Regions from separate parts of the Arabidopsis thaliana genome. Here region 1 is linked to region 2. The links are chromatin contacts, called in public ChIA-PET maps. All regions are on one chromosome and are shown on one strand. The core of a region is the stretch at or near the end of the contact, and the rest is flanking DNA. Distances in the headings are between cores, read along the strand shown.

Evidence for each region. ChIA-PET counts read pairs in DNA pulled down with a chosen protein or histone mark.
Region 1: a contact with region 2 is called in an H3K4me3 ChIA-PET map of shoot, with 11 read pairs. The contact joins the promoter of AL1 here to the promoter of SDN2 in region 2. A contact is called at or near these places in 5 of 26 Hi-C or Micro-C datasets (flower, root, rosette leaf and 2 more), 1 of 2 datasets of contacts at active chromatin or transcription factors (shoot) and 1 of 3 other capture datasets (seedling).

What each region holds. Positions count from the first base shown.
Region 1 is chr5:1,673,246-1,680,462 of TAIR10.1, forward strand. AL1 (alfin-like 1) reads right to left here and starts at 5,862. Exons shown (of 6, transcript NM_180444.3): 1 at 5,604-5,862; 2 at 5,475-5,507; 3 at 5,128-5,350; 4 at 4,459-4,582; 5 at 4,074-4,337; 6 at 3,644-3,978. The coding sequence starts at 5,697. The coding sequence ends at 4,086. GCP2 (gamma-tubulin complex protein 2) reads left to right here and starts at 5,985. Exons shown (of 10, transcript NM_120644.3): 1 at 5,985-6,223; 2 at 6,342-6,654; 3 at 6,743-7,143. The coding sequence starts at 6,095. It overlaps AT5G05600 (2-oxoglutarate (2OG) and Fe(II)-dependent oxygenase superfamily protein), which reads left to right. Exons shown (of 3, transcript NM_120642.3): 2 at 1-193; 3 at 1,109-1,525. The coding sequence ends at 1,357.
Region 2 is chr5:1,633,735-1,640,197 of TAIR10.1, forward strand. It overlaps SDN2 (small RNA degrading nuclease 2), which reads left to right and starts at 2,548. Exons shown (of 12, transcript NM_120636.4): 1 at 2,548-2,717; 2 at 2,820-3,005; 3 at 3,093-3,173; 4 at 3,264-3,332; 5 at 3,414-3,554; 6 at 3,625-3,741; 7 at 3,836-3,905; 8 at 3,984-4,099; 9 at 4,197-4,328; 10 at 4,409-4,516; 11 at 4,603-4,707; 12 at 4,783-5,205. The coding sequence starts at 2,685. The coding sequence ends at 5,025. AT5G05520 (Outer membrane OMP85 family protein) reads left to right here. Exons shown (of 4, transcript NM_120634.4): 2 at 1-401; 3 at 674-1,177; 4 at 1,287-1,682. The coding sequence ends at 1,370. AT5G05530 (RING/U-box superfamily protein) reads left to right here and starts at 1,744. Exons shown (of 1, transcript NM_120635.3): 1 at 1,744-2,544. The coding sequence starts at 1,758. The coding sequence ends at 2,357. It overlaps AT5G05550 (sequence-specific DNA binding transcription factor), which reads right to left. Exons shown (of 3, transcript NM_180443.2): 1 at 6,090-6,463; 2 at 5,720-5,817; 3 at 5,266-5,623. The coding sequence ends at 5,795. It also overlaps EMB2771.

The DNA of each region.
Region 1 (7,217 bases), core at 4,612-7,111, 43 kb after region 2:
GGTTAATTATTACCCAAAATGCCCTCGACCGGAGCTGGCTCTTGGTCTCTCTCCACACTCCGATCCTGGCGGTATGACCATTCTCTTACCGGACGATCAAGTCTTCGGTCTCCAGGTTCGTAAAGATGACACGTGGATCACCGTCAAGCCTCATCCCCATGCTTTCATCGTCAATATTGGTGATCAAATACAGGTAGATTAACTTTTTATTAATATCCATGTTGCTAATATTCTATAAATATATTTTAACAACCTTAAAAATAATATGTAAACAAATTAACATAGTATTAGAAAGAAACGATAATTAAGAAACATATAAACAAAGTAAATATCACCTAAAGAATTACTAATTTACTACTTGTTGAGTTTTAATCTTAAAACTGTAATATTTTTTTTTAACAAAAAAAAAAGACTGTAATATTTTTTTCGAAAAACAATGTTTTAAAGAATATCTAAATTCCCTATTATCTTGTATCAGAGAAAATCGTCTATACAGAAAAGGACAAATGCGAAAGTTGTTATTTGACAACCAATGAATATGATATAAGCTATAGTTCCACGTTTTAGACACGTTTTAAAAATGCAAGTATGATAAACAGCTACCACTTGGTGCCAAAATGCCTTTATGATTTTTTCAACGAAAATAATGTAATTATTAAGTCATTATTCCGACAATAGAAATTACGTCCTTTTAGATCTATCCTGTCAAACCAAATTTTATGGACAACTTTCTTTAGAAGATAGTACAGCAATCGTAATTTGGAATTAATCGTTTTATTTATTAATCTGTGTCTGTCTCTATATTTGTAATACGAAACAAATAGTACATCAAATCCTTCACTGCGCACATGTGTGTGTTTGGCCGTTTGCCCATGTTGCATAGAAGGAATATTTATTTCTACAATGTATAACACGATTTTTAAAACAAACACCATATGTATATGCACATGAAATTTCTCAAAACATCATAAACTTAGATATTATTAATGTTTTTCTAAATTGTTGTACTTTTAGAAAATAAATATTGTGTTTTGTCTAAATTTTACCTTAGAATCACACAACTTACGTGTTGATAAGCTAATACATGTTGCGATGATGAAAAATGCAGATACTAAGCAACTCAACATACAAGAGTGTGGAGCATAGAGTGATAGTGAACTCGGACAAGGAGAGAGTTTCACTTGCCTTCTTCTACAATCCTAAAAGCGATATTCCGATCCAACCATTACAAGAACTTGTATCAACTCATAATCCTCCTTTATACCCTCCCATGACCTTTGATCAGTATAGACTCTTTATCAGAACTCAAGGTCCACAAGGCAAATCCCATGTTGAATCTCATATTTCTCCTCGTTGATTGTTTTTCTTTTATTTCTTCCCTTAAAGAAAAATTAATGTTTTGTTATTTTTATGATATTACGTCTGACTTGTATATGTGTACAATCATTTATATTTTGAATTTTCAAAGGATGATTTGCCTTCATGCATGCAAATAACAATATTGAATTGCATAGACATTTTTTTTAACAATAGTTTTAGTTTACAATCATTTTTTAACAACATTCAAAAAAAAAAAAAGAAGTTTACAATCATTTTTAAATTGTCACATCTATTAGTTTGCAAGCAATTTTCAAATAGTATATTATTATAAATCTCTGAGTTTAACGTCTATCAATATCATTTGCACACATTAATTGTTTATTTCCTAATGTGTCGCGCGTCATGTTTGAAAAACGTGGTAAAGTTGATAGTGATCATGGTAAAGCTAGGTTACAAAAGAATAGAACTATTATAGAAATGCATAATTGTTGAACTCTAAACGTCACATGATATTATGAAATATGGAATATCGTTGAACGGTGCTTAATCAACTAAACTATAAAGATTTTCGTTAACATAAATATTTTACAAATTGGTCTTCAGAATTCGATCAAATGCGGTATTGGACGTGAGTCACGTGAAGAAAGAATCCCTTGTGGACTATTGTTCTACGTATTGGATAGACAACAATCCACTACAATTTCTTTTCTTTATTTTATAGAGAGAAACAAACTAATTCCAAATCTGTATAGAGATACCGTTGAAAAAGTTCATCTTTTATATAGAGTCTTGTGATTGTTTTCGACCTAACAGAGTAACAGATTGTTAGAATTGATGTTTAATTTATCGTGTTAGAATCCCCACTTCGATCCTGAATAGATATATAAAAGCATAAAAAAAATCAACAAAATGACGTAAACAATATGAACATGTTAATAACTCGAGCTAAACCCTAAACAAACGAACATCGTCGACCTAAAATATATGAATATCAGTAATAAACATCTTAAAACCTTTTTTCTTCTTCTTGTTGCCCGTGGATAATTTATAAGACCAAGCCACGTCTGATCTATTGTGTGCCTCTCATTCCCATATTTGGATTAATCATTAGATACAATATATGTCAAACCTTTGCACTTATACCATTATTACATTTACATTTCATATATTCACTATTAAAGTACTATAATTAGCATGTGCGCTTTCAAGTGGTGGTTTGGCCTTAAGTGTCGAGTTGGTCAGTAGTGATAATAACATATATATTATTTAGAAAAGTTAATACAGAATATATATTAATACAAAAATGCAAGTTGCATTTTCATTCACACTATCGACGGTTGCCTCTTTTTAATGAATTGAATCATTTAAAACAATGTTCTTTTTTATTTACTATACAATTGAATCAGAAATATTACTATACGTTTAGTTTGATATTAGAAGTTTATAACGTTAATCCCCTCTCTAATACTTTTGGTCGTTAACTAAAGTTCAGATTAACTTATAAATGTTATATGACAAATTGACAATAATGGAAAATGGCAGTAGACCAGAGACTCCGTGGCCAGAGATTTAGTGATGGAATAGTCAACAAATGGCTCAATCACTCTCATGGATCGAGTTTTCAAAGGCTGTACTGAAAACTTATCATAATTTGTAAACTCTTTTTTAGTATTGAATCTAAAGTGTGGTAATTGTTGTACAGTAAAATCTCTATAAATTAATAATGTTGGGACCGAGAAAATTTATTAATTTAGAGAGGTATTAATTTATCGATAAATTAATAATTATTAATTTATAGAAAATTTTTACAAATTTTGTATTATTTTTTATAAAATTTCGATATAAAAGTAGTTTTTCTTTATAATTAATCATTTTTTCTAAAATTAATTACAAGGAAAAAATAATTATTAAGTTTAAAAAATAATACAAAGTTTTTTTGACGTAATAAAAATATTAGAATTAAACTCTACAAATAATTAATAGAAATTGAAGAAAAAATAATACTAGAGTCATATTTCAATAAATATTTTAAATAGAATATATATATATATATATATATATATTGGTAAATTTACATAATTATTAATTTATAATATTGATGGGACCATATATTTATATAAGATTTTCAAAAAAAGTTATTATCTTATTAATTTATTAATTTGTATCAATTTTTACATTGGTCCCAACTTAGAACCGGAAGAATTTATTAATTTATAAAAGTTATTAATTTGTCGAGTATTAATTTATGGAGGTTATACTATACTTTATGAAATTGAAATCACAAATATAACGACTTTTCCCGTCAATTCAGTTTTAGGGATTAGAGACTGCAGGAGATGAGGTTTTTTCCCCACTATTTTGGTTTTGTGTACATAACAAAACACCACTATAACCACTTAAATTTTGTCAGTACAAACTCTTAGTTAAAATACCATATGAGAGATTATGAAGATCAACCTTACATAAGAATATTTTTTTTTATATTAGCCTAAAGAGAGATTACACACATAAACGATGAAAGTAGTAGAGTCGCTACATATACAAACACATGGCATATTTGATCAAAAGTTGACGAAGCTCTCTAAGCAGCTGGTGTCTCTATGACTCTCTCCATGTCTCATACCCTCATTACTATTTTAAAACGCCCTTTTTGAGAATCTAACACCAATAATTGTTTTGTATTCATACATTAACAAAAGGATGTTTTGCAATAACTTAAAAAGAAATAAGGAAAAATGAGAAAGATGACTCACTCATTCATTCACTCACTGTCTTCCTTTCTTAGTGCAGCAAGAAGGGCATTTGTATTGCTTGATGCTCTCTGCTTTGGCTGGTGTTATCTTCACACACTTCCCATGGTACCAACGTTCACACACATCACAACATATCCAGAACTCGTCGTTTGTGTAGTTTCCTCCACAACTTCCACAGAGTGTGTCTCCATGCTCATCGTCTTCATCTTCATAGCTCTCTTCCATTAGTTTCGGCGTGCTCTTTGTCTGCCCTTCAATTGATCTCTGCAACAATTCAATACCAACCAAAACACAACTAATTTATTAATATCAAACCCTTCTCTGTCTTTGAGAAGAAAATACTGTTTTGGGATGGTAAAGATTAGTAAAGAGTTCATTATGATACCTTTACGCCGTTTCTGGATTTGCTTCCGAGATCCATGCTTGGTTTACCGTCTTTGATGGGTTTCCTACCCGTCACTACTTCAAAGAGAGTTGGGAGATCGTTGATCAGACTAAATAGACGTTTCCTGCTCATTGAATGGAACATACATAATAAGTTCCTAGACCCAGTAGCATAATCTCAGAAGACTATCAAATAAGCTCATATACCCGCACATATGTAACTTATGAGCTTCATTACCAGCAAAAACATAGACTCTTATAGAACGTAAAGGAAATAAAACTTGAAGGATAACTGGATAAGTAACCTAGTGAATACCACGATATCATCAGCTCCGATAGAACAGATATGTATTGAATGTAGTAGCCATTTCTATATCCAAACGATGCACAAGTTCAAAAAACAGAAGGATTAGTGAAAAATGGTATGCATTTAAAGAAACTTAACCTAAGAAGGAAAGAAGCTCATTGACAAGTAGAGTTAAAGTGACAGAAAGAATCAGGAAACAAAAACAAAATAGTGATGACACAAGCTCATGAATCATGATACAGTCCATTGTCCAAAGACATATTTTTTCTCATCATTACCACCACAATCTAGCTAGCACAGTAAAACTATCTTCGACAATTTATAAAAGTCACTGAAACAAGCAAGAACAAAAGGCAAACGTACCTCTCATTGCGATTAAGACGAGCGCCGAAGTAAGAAGAAACAGAGAGTAACCAACAATCACTGTGGACAGCAACTAAAGAGAGCCAATCTTTACGCTGCATACCATCTCTAGCGAAATTGATTCCAAGAGCTGGCTCAGGTAGCTCCGGAGGCACTTCCTCAGCTGGAAGATTCACTTCCCATGTCCCATTCGGGTGTCCGTACAAACACAGATTCTCCATTTCTAAGACCACCCAATAAACAAAAAAAGGAACAAAATTTATCAAAAAGGGTATCTTTTTCTGAAACTTATCCATGGAAAAAACAAACACAGATCCGAAAAATAACCATGGAAAGAGCTCGTTTACCCGGATCGCATAAAGAGTAGAACTTGTCAACATCTAGTAAAAGAGAGGCAAGAACAACAACATGTAAAATTAGAAAGCTTAACATTTACGAGAAAATAGGAGAAAATGAGGATAGCGTCGTCGTCTAACCTACGGAGAGAGCTCGAAGAAAACCGGAGCGACGACCGCTAAAATCCTTGAAGATCTCTTCGACGGTGCGAGGGTTAGAAGACTCAGCGGCCATAGATGTAGTGACGGAAGAAGCAAAAAGAAAGAAAATTACAAGTATTGTTAGAGAAGACCTAAGTAGATAGATCAGTGGTGTTAGAGATGGATTGAGGTCTGCATCAATGGTTTCCAAAATCCGATGCGCACGGACAAGAGAGATAGAGAGAGACCAGAGTTTAAGACTTTAAGAGTAGTAGTAGTAAAGTAACTTCTGTTTTTGGTCTCTATTTTAAAATGGGCCTGGCCCATGGCCCATCGAGTTGAATTCTGATAAAACGACGTTTTCTCTCTGTATCTCTCTGTAAATGAGTAAAGAAGAAGCTGAAAGTGTGGCTTTAATGAGTATAGTTTGATCATCCTCTTCAGGCGTAGTAGTCTCGAAACACTTAGGTAGGGTTTTACAGAGGAAGAAGATGCCGAGGGAGATAATTACGCTTCAGGTTGGACAATGTGGGAACCAGATCGGTATGGAGTTCTGGAAACAGCTTTGCCTTGAGCACGGCATCAGCAAAGATGGTATTCTCGAGGACTTCGCTACTCAGGTCCTCTTTCTTCGAATTCGTTTCTATGCATCGATTAATTGAATTCCATGGTTGCTGGTTTGTTGTTGTTGTTCATAGAATTGTGGATTTGATTGATGAACTACTTGTATGTATGTAGGGAGGTGATAGAAAAGATGTGTTTTTTTACCAAGCGGATGACCAACACTATATACCAAGAGCTCTCCTCATTGATTTGGAGCCTAGAGTTATCAATGGTATTCAGAATGGTGAATACCGGAATCTCTACAATCATGAAAATATCTTCCTTTCTGACCATGGCGGTGGTGCTGGTAATAACTGGGCCAGTGGATATCACCAAGGGAAAGGTGTTGAAGAGGAAATCATGGACATGATTGATCGTGAAGCTGATGGAAGTGACAGTCTGGAGGGTTTTGTTCTTTGCCACTCTATTGCTGGAGGCACTGGCTCAGGTATTTTACTTTTTATTGCCAATCCCTATCTTCGTTTAGCTTATGTTTATTCACTGAATGACTTTTTTTTATGTATTTTCACATGAAGGAATGGGATCTTATTTGTTGGAGACTTTGAATGATCGTTATAGCAAGAAGTTGGTTCAGACATACAGTGTATTTCCCAATCAGATGGAAACGAGTGACGTTGTTGTCCAGCCCTACAACTCACTGTTGACGCTGAAGCGGCTTACGTTAAATGCTGATTGTGTTGTTGTTCTTGACAACACTGCATTGAACAGAATTGCTGTGGAGCGTCTACATTTGACTAATCCTACTTTTGCTCAGACCAATTCTTTGGTGTCAACTGTGATGTCTGCTAGCACAACAACGTTGCGTTATCCTGGATACATGAATAATGACTTGGTTGGCTTGCTTGCATCTTTGATCCCAACTCCAAGGTGTCACTTCCTCATGACTGGATATACACCGTTGACTGTTGAGCGCCAGGTTAGATATCTCAATCAGTTTTATAACTAATATCATCAAACCATTTTTATGGGAAGCTGCTGTTATCTGGAACA
Region 2 (6,463 bases), core at 1,298-3,797:
GCTGTGATCACTCTGCAGAGGTCGGCTTGGGGATGTATTTGCCAAGGTTCAGAGGGCGTCCTACTCCATTTACGTCGCGGGTTTACCTTTCTACCCAAGATTGGCTTAAGTTTTCGTCTTATAAAGAACGAGCTCTTGGTCTTTCCCTCGGGCTTATCGCTAGCAAGTATCATGAGCTGGCCTATAATATTGCATGGCGTAACCTGATAGACCCATCGCAAATGGCATCAAGATCAATAAGGAGACAGCTGGGTCATAATTTGGTTTCTGCTCTGAAGTACACTTTCAAATTTGACCAGAGAAACTCATCTTTGAGGCCAACACGAGGTTACTCTTTCATCTCGACTTCTCAAATAGGTGGTCTTGCACCTGATAGTCGAACTCTCCGCTTTTTGCGCCAGGTTTGGGATTCTTCATTCTTATGTCAGAATTTACATAAACCTATATATTACAGTGTGGAAAGTTGTAGCACAAATATATTACTCAGAAAACTTCCATGGCACCTAGTTCCTCGTTTATGCTTTTGCACCATTTATCCATAACTTCCGAAGTACATCTGACACTCTTTACTTATTGTAGCAGTGAATGAAAAGATTGGTTAGCCCTTTTATAACATATGTGGTTCTTTTATGTTTGCCATACATCATGTTGAGGGTTTCTTGTCCTTTTGCAGGAAATCGACCTTCGATATGCTGTTCCACTCGGGTTTTATCGTGCTGCTCTGAACTTTGGTATAGCTGGGGGAATCACATTTCCATGGGGAAGCGGATACAAGAGCAGAGCTTCTTGTGTACCTGAGAGGTTCTTCTTAGGTGGAAACATATCGCCTGTGTGTTCTTTGGGAGGACCATCTGCATTATGGGGATTCAAGACTAGGGGATTGGGTCCTAACGAACCAAGGAGGGAAGTACAGGACGATGAGAGTGGTGACACATATGAACGGGATTTTGTGGGAGGAGATGTTGCGGTTACTGCATTTGCAGACCTTTCTTTTGATTTCCCATTGAAATGGTTCAGAGACAGAGGAATCCACGGACATGTGTTTGCATGTGCCGGGAATATGGCGGAATTATCAGAGAACAAGTATAGGAACTTCACAGCTCCAAAGTTGTTGGAGACATTCAGAAGCTCAGTTGGTGCAGGAATCGTGGTACCAACTAGTCTATTTCGCATGGAGGTTAGTTAGTTCTCTTGTTTCTCTTTTCTTATCAAGGATCATAAAAAAATTGCAATCCTTTTAACAGATATTGATTGTTCTTCTTTTGTTATGTGATCTCTTATGCCAGCTCAACTACTGCCACATACTGAAGAAACAAGAACACGATCGAGCAAAATCTGGATTTTTCATGACATTTTCAACATCATCTTAATGCTACTTTTGATGATATCTTAATTTTGGCTTTGCACTCACAGTGTCATGGCGGAGTCTTTTGTTTTGTTTCCAGGAGCTTTCATTGTTTAGGTTGTTGTTTGGAATTGAAAACTGTGCAAATTTTAGAGAGAGAGATTACCTGATGTGCGGATTGTTCTTGGGAAGGAGATAGATCAAGAAATAAAAATTAACTAAAGTTGATTTGTTTTGAATTAAATTTTAAATTAGTAATAAACTTTTTGTTTTCCTTCCTTTTCAATGAAGATAAAGATGACACGGTAGAATAAATTTTTGTTTCCTTTTTCATGAATATGTTTTGGATCGAGTACTGTCATCTCTATAAATATAAGTCCAATTACAAGTAGATTGTTGGGTGGACAAAGTCATGCAAAAGCAAAACAACCGGCGAGTCTTTTTCTACCCGGTCACTTTCTCACCGCGTTTCCATTCAAATTCCGCTAGCCATTTTTCCATCACACTAGCGACTTTCCGACGAGACATCTACCGTCCGATCACCGGGAAAGAACGACTTTTCGGACAGACATCACTAGGTCGACCACTTCAACTCAAATTCGAGATCTCTTCAGAGTTTCTAGCAGCCTCCGACGTAGAAACATGTCTTCGACACGTGTCTCTTGTTTTGGCGGATGTTGAGCCAAGGATTCGGGAGATTCTGGTTTTGTATGGCATTCAACTCATCGGAGAAAGCAGAGGAAGAGCTTTCGAGCTCAAAGCTGAAGCAGAAGATGTTGAATATCACTTGATGGAAGAAAGTAAAGGCTGGACTACTTGTATCCCGGCCAAATCGATTACTCCGGTCAACGAATGTACTATATGCCTTGAGGAATTATGCCACGACGAAGAATCTATAGAGACACATGATTGTTGTCATGTTTTTCATAAACTCTGTCTTTGGCGCTGGATTCGGACCAAAAGCTCTTGTCCTCTTTGTCGTCATCCTATCTATTCAAGACCCAAGTTTTAGGTTTTTTTTATAGCTTTTTTGGTATTCTTCTTTTGTGTAAAAATGTCCAAAGATGCATATTCCACATTTCTACTTGCTGTATATAGCTTGCTTGTTCAACATCTCTTGTGTAAAATTTAATAATTAAATAAATAAGTGAAAGCAACGAAAAGACATATAGACCTAGTTATAAAAAAAGATGCCCAAGGCCCATAATTGTGGTTTGTGTGTGTGTGTGTGAAGTCACGTGACCATTATAGATTATGCACGTGTTGTCAATCTGTCTCCTTTACGAGGGCGAGCGAGCCGCCGCCGTCAGAAGCTTCCGTTCTGCTGTCTGAATCGGTCATGGAGGACGTGCTAGCCACGGCAGAGGGAGTGGTAGGTCTCTTTTTCTCATACGACGTTAGCTAGAAATTCATGGATTCGAAGGTTGTTTTTCGTTCTAATCAATTTTGGTAAAATCTATGGGGTTTTAAGTAGGTTTTAGTAAAGCTGGTGAAGGTAGCGCAAAAGCTAGGTCTAAAAGGTGAAAACGGAACTTGGAAGGAGTTTTTAGATTTTTATGACAAACAGCTAGGATCTTCGAGCTTAAGTGATCCTTCAAAGCGGCGCAAAGATGATTTGGTGGCTTTTCTTACTACACTCAAGAAGAAAGAAGATTTGCAGGTTTCAAAAGACAAAACACACAACTCAACTTTTTAATAATGATAATCTCAAGTTACAAACTTTTCTAATTTTTTATTATGCTCTCAGCTGTTGGCTAAGTCTCTCAAACTCGACAATGATGTTTTTGAGAAATTCAAAAAGAAATCTTTGGATGAGACAGCTGAGCAGGTTTAGATTGAAACACATTATCTTCTTGGTTGCGTAATGCAATTAGTTTAGTAAATAGTATTTTCATAACTAATGTTGTTGGCAGTGCAGAGGCTAGTTCGAATGACTCTTACGCATGATGAGTACCCATTAGACTATTTGTTCCCATCTAACGCTGAGGTTTGTGTTTATCTTGTTTTTATGTTGAATGGAGTAACTGATTAAAAAAAAAAGCTGAACTCTTTGAGTTGCAAAAAACAGGATTGGGTTAGAACAGGGCTTGGCAAGAAGAAGATGGAACCGACAAAGATCGAAATGATTGCCATTGATTGTGAGATGGTTCTTTGTGAAGATGGGAGTGAAGCTGTTGTTAGAGTTGCTGCAGTTGACCGTGATTTAAAGGTCTCTTTACAGCTTTATTTTCGATGTATACCTTTTCGTTTTTTACAGAACTGTGCTGATAATAAATCAGGTGATTCTTGATGAGTTTGTGAAACCGAATCAACCGGTTGTTGACTATAGGACTTTCATTACTGGACTTACTGCTCAAGATCTTGAAAAGGCTACTATATCTGTGGTAGATATACAGGTACATTGTGTATATAATGTATACCGACTTGTTTTTTTTTGTTTTGCGGTTTCAAATTATTGTTCTGATGACATTTGGTGAATCATTTTTGCAGGAAAAATTGCTGATGTTTATCTCTGAGGATACAATTTTGGTTGGTCAAAGTTTGAACCATGATCTAAAAGGTTAGTAAAAATGGTTCAGTTGCGCCTAGTTTTTTTGAAATAAGTTTCAGAACCATACTTACTTATGATTGATACTAGTATTGAAGGTGGATCATGCCAGAGTAATTGATACTTCACTTGTGTTTAAGTATAACTATGACGGTACAAGAAGGCCTTTAAGACTTAAAAGACCTTCTTTGAATTATCTGTGCAAGGTAAAGCCTGTGAAAGCTCAACCCTCTGCTCATGAGATATGGAATCTCGTATGTACATGACCGATGTATCACATTGTTTATTTGATTTGATTTCCAGTGTATATTGGGATATGAAGTGCAGAAAGAAGGTGTTCCACACAATTGTGTTCATGATGCAGAAGCTGCAATGAAACTTGTACTTGCTATACTAGATAATGGAGCAGAGACCTCCGTTCCACTATCTAAAGAGGTAAGTTGGATTGCACAAACTTCATTAGTTCAATCTAAACTTATAAAAGCATAACGTTTTGTCTGCATAATTCCATATAGATGTTGGAAGCTGAGAAGTCAAAGCTCTACCTTCATAGAATCCCTTGCAATGTTCCATATGAAGAGTTAAATGGAGTCGTTTCCAGGGATATCCCACATGAAGTTAAGGTATGAATCCACTCAACATATACATATTCTTATCCAAATTCTGTATTTTATGAGGCTCTCGTTGTTTCTTGATTTTCTTTTGGCAGCCGTCGAAAAAACAAGACCGTCACTACTATAGCGCGATTGTTGTTTTTAAAAGTCCAGAAGAAGCAAATCAAGCATTTGAAAACATTGCTGGAGACTTTGGAAAGGTAATTTAGCATCATATCTTTGGTTATTTCACAGATGGTGGTGATATAACAAGTTTCTATGTATTTCTCTTACAGGATTCGAGGGGGTTGTCACAAAAACAGATCTTTCTAGAGCCGAGTTCATCAGAACCTAGATTATATGTTCTCGTTCGTAAAATGGTCGAAGATGATTTGGTTGGGGAAGTCATAGCAGAGGAGAATAATGCGAGTTCTAAGAAACGGAAGAGAGAAAATCATTCTAAAGGGACCAGAGATAGACGCAGGTGTAAACCATTGTCCAGACGAAAACAGAGAAGCAATGTCAAACGAAGAAGATAATATCAAGGAAAATCAAGAACTCAAAGCAAAATGATAAGATGATAATTGGTCCGGATTCTTGAAAATTGCTTTCACTGTGACTCTAGTTTGTGTTTGGTCATCGTTGATGCCCTTAATGAACCTTGGATAGTATTTTGCCAATTTAAAGGTTAAAGAACTCAGAGACTATTGATTTAAGATACTCGGATGCAACTGCATACTTGTGGATGTATTATATATATCTTATGATAAGTGGTTATGATAAAAATTTAGACATGAAAAAGCCCAAGAAGAAGCATAAACATGTAACTGTTAAGCATCAGAAGCTGTAGTTTGGATACACAAGCCATCATTATACGTGGACACTAACACAAATGTAGATCATACTTGTCAGCTACTAAAGAGTTAAGGAAGATTTGCTCCAGTACACCAATGTACACTAACACGCTAGAAAGTAGAAGAAAACAAACAAAGACATCCTAAAGAGTTCTCTAACTTCCATCCTACAGATTAAAACAAGTAACAGGATCCTCCAATTTCAATGAGCTTCAGATTCAAGTAACTCCTCTTTGCTTCACCATGGTATTTCCTCCACCAATCTAATTCTACAATTGCTTACCTGTACAATAAAGGCAGATCAAACTTCAGTGAACTCATTACCATATGAAGAATGTTCGACTACTATGAACATTGATCTTTTTTCTCAATTTCAAACCTGGAAGTCTACTCCTCCTAATCCAGTTCAACATTCCACGAAGCTGGAGAAGCTAAAGAAGTAAGAGAATGCTATCTAGACTTTTCCTTGCCAGACCACTGGAAGCACAGAAGCTCAACTGAATTGTATATTGACAAAATTGGTATTCTTCAAAAGCAGAGAGGCACATGACTTTCACATATCAACAATAAGTCAATTACTAACCAGCCTCATCCATGCTTACAACAACTAACAGCATAGGTATAACATTGTTGTTGAAATCTAAGGTCCTTCCACGGATACATTATGCGGTTTAAAGAGAAAGAGTAACAACCATGTAAAGTCTAAGCCACCACTAGTAACTTGAAAACCTAATGTGAGTTCTTCTTACCTGAAGCACTTGCGCGTTTCCGGTGCTTTGATTTCTCAATCTCTAACTGCATCTCCATCAACATGTTCATTCGTTTTAACTCTACCTCCTTTGTCACTTCCATTCTCTGCTTCTCCAACTCAATCATCATCTGTTGCTTCTTCCCTTCAATTCTCTCGTAAACTTCTCCAAACTTGAGAATCGCCGTAGCTAGTTCCCTACACGTTGATCCTTCACTCAGATCTACCTCTTCCACACGAGGATGCTTCCTAGCAACGAATTCCCAATCACCAACCTCATCATCATCCTCATCATCATCTTCAAGAGAGCTTCCAGTAGAGTTCGATCCAGTTGGATTCAGATGATTCTTAAAAGGCGCTGATTTGACAACTCCG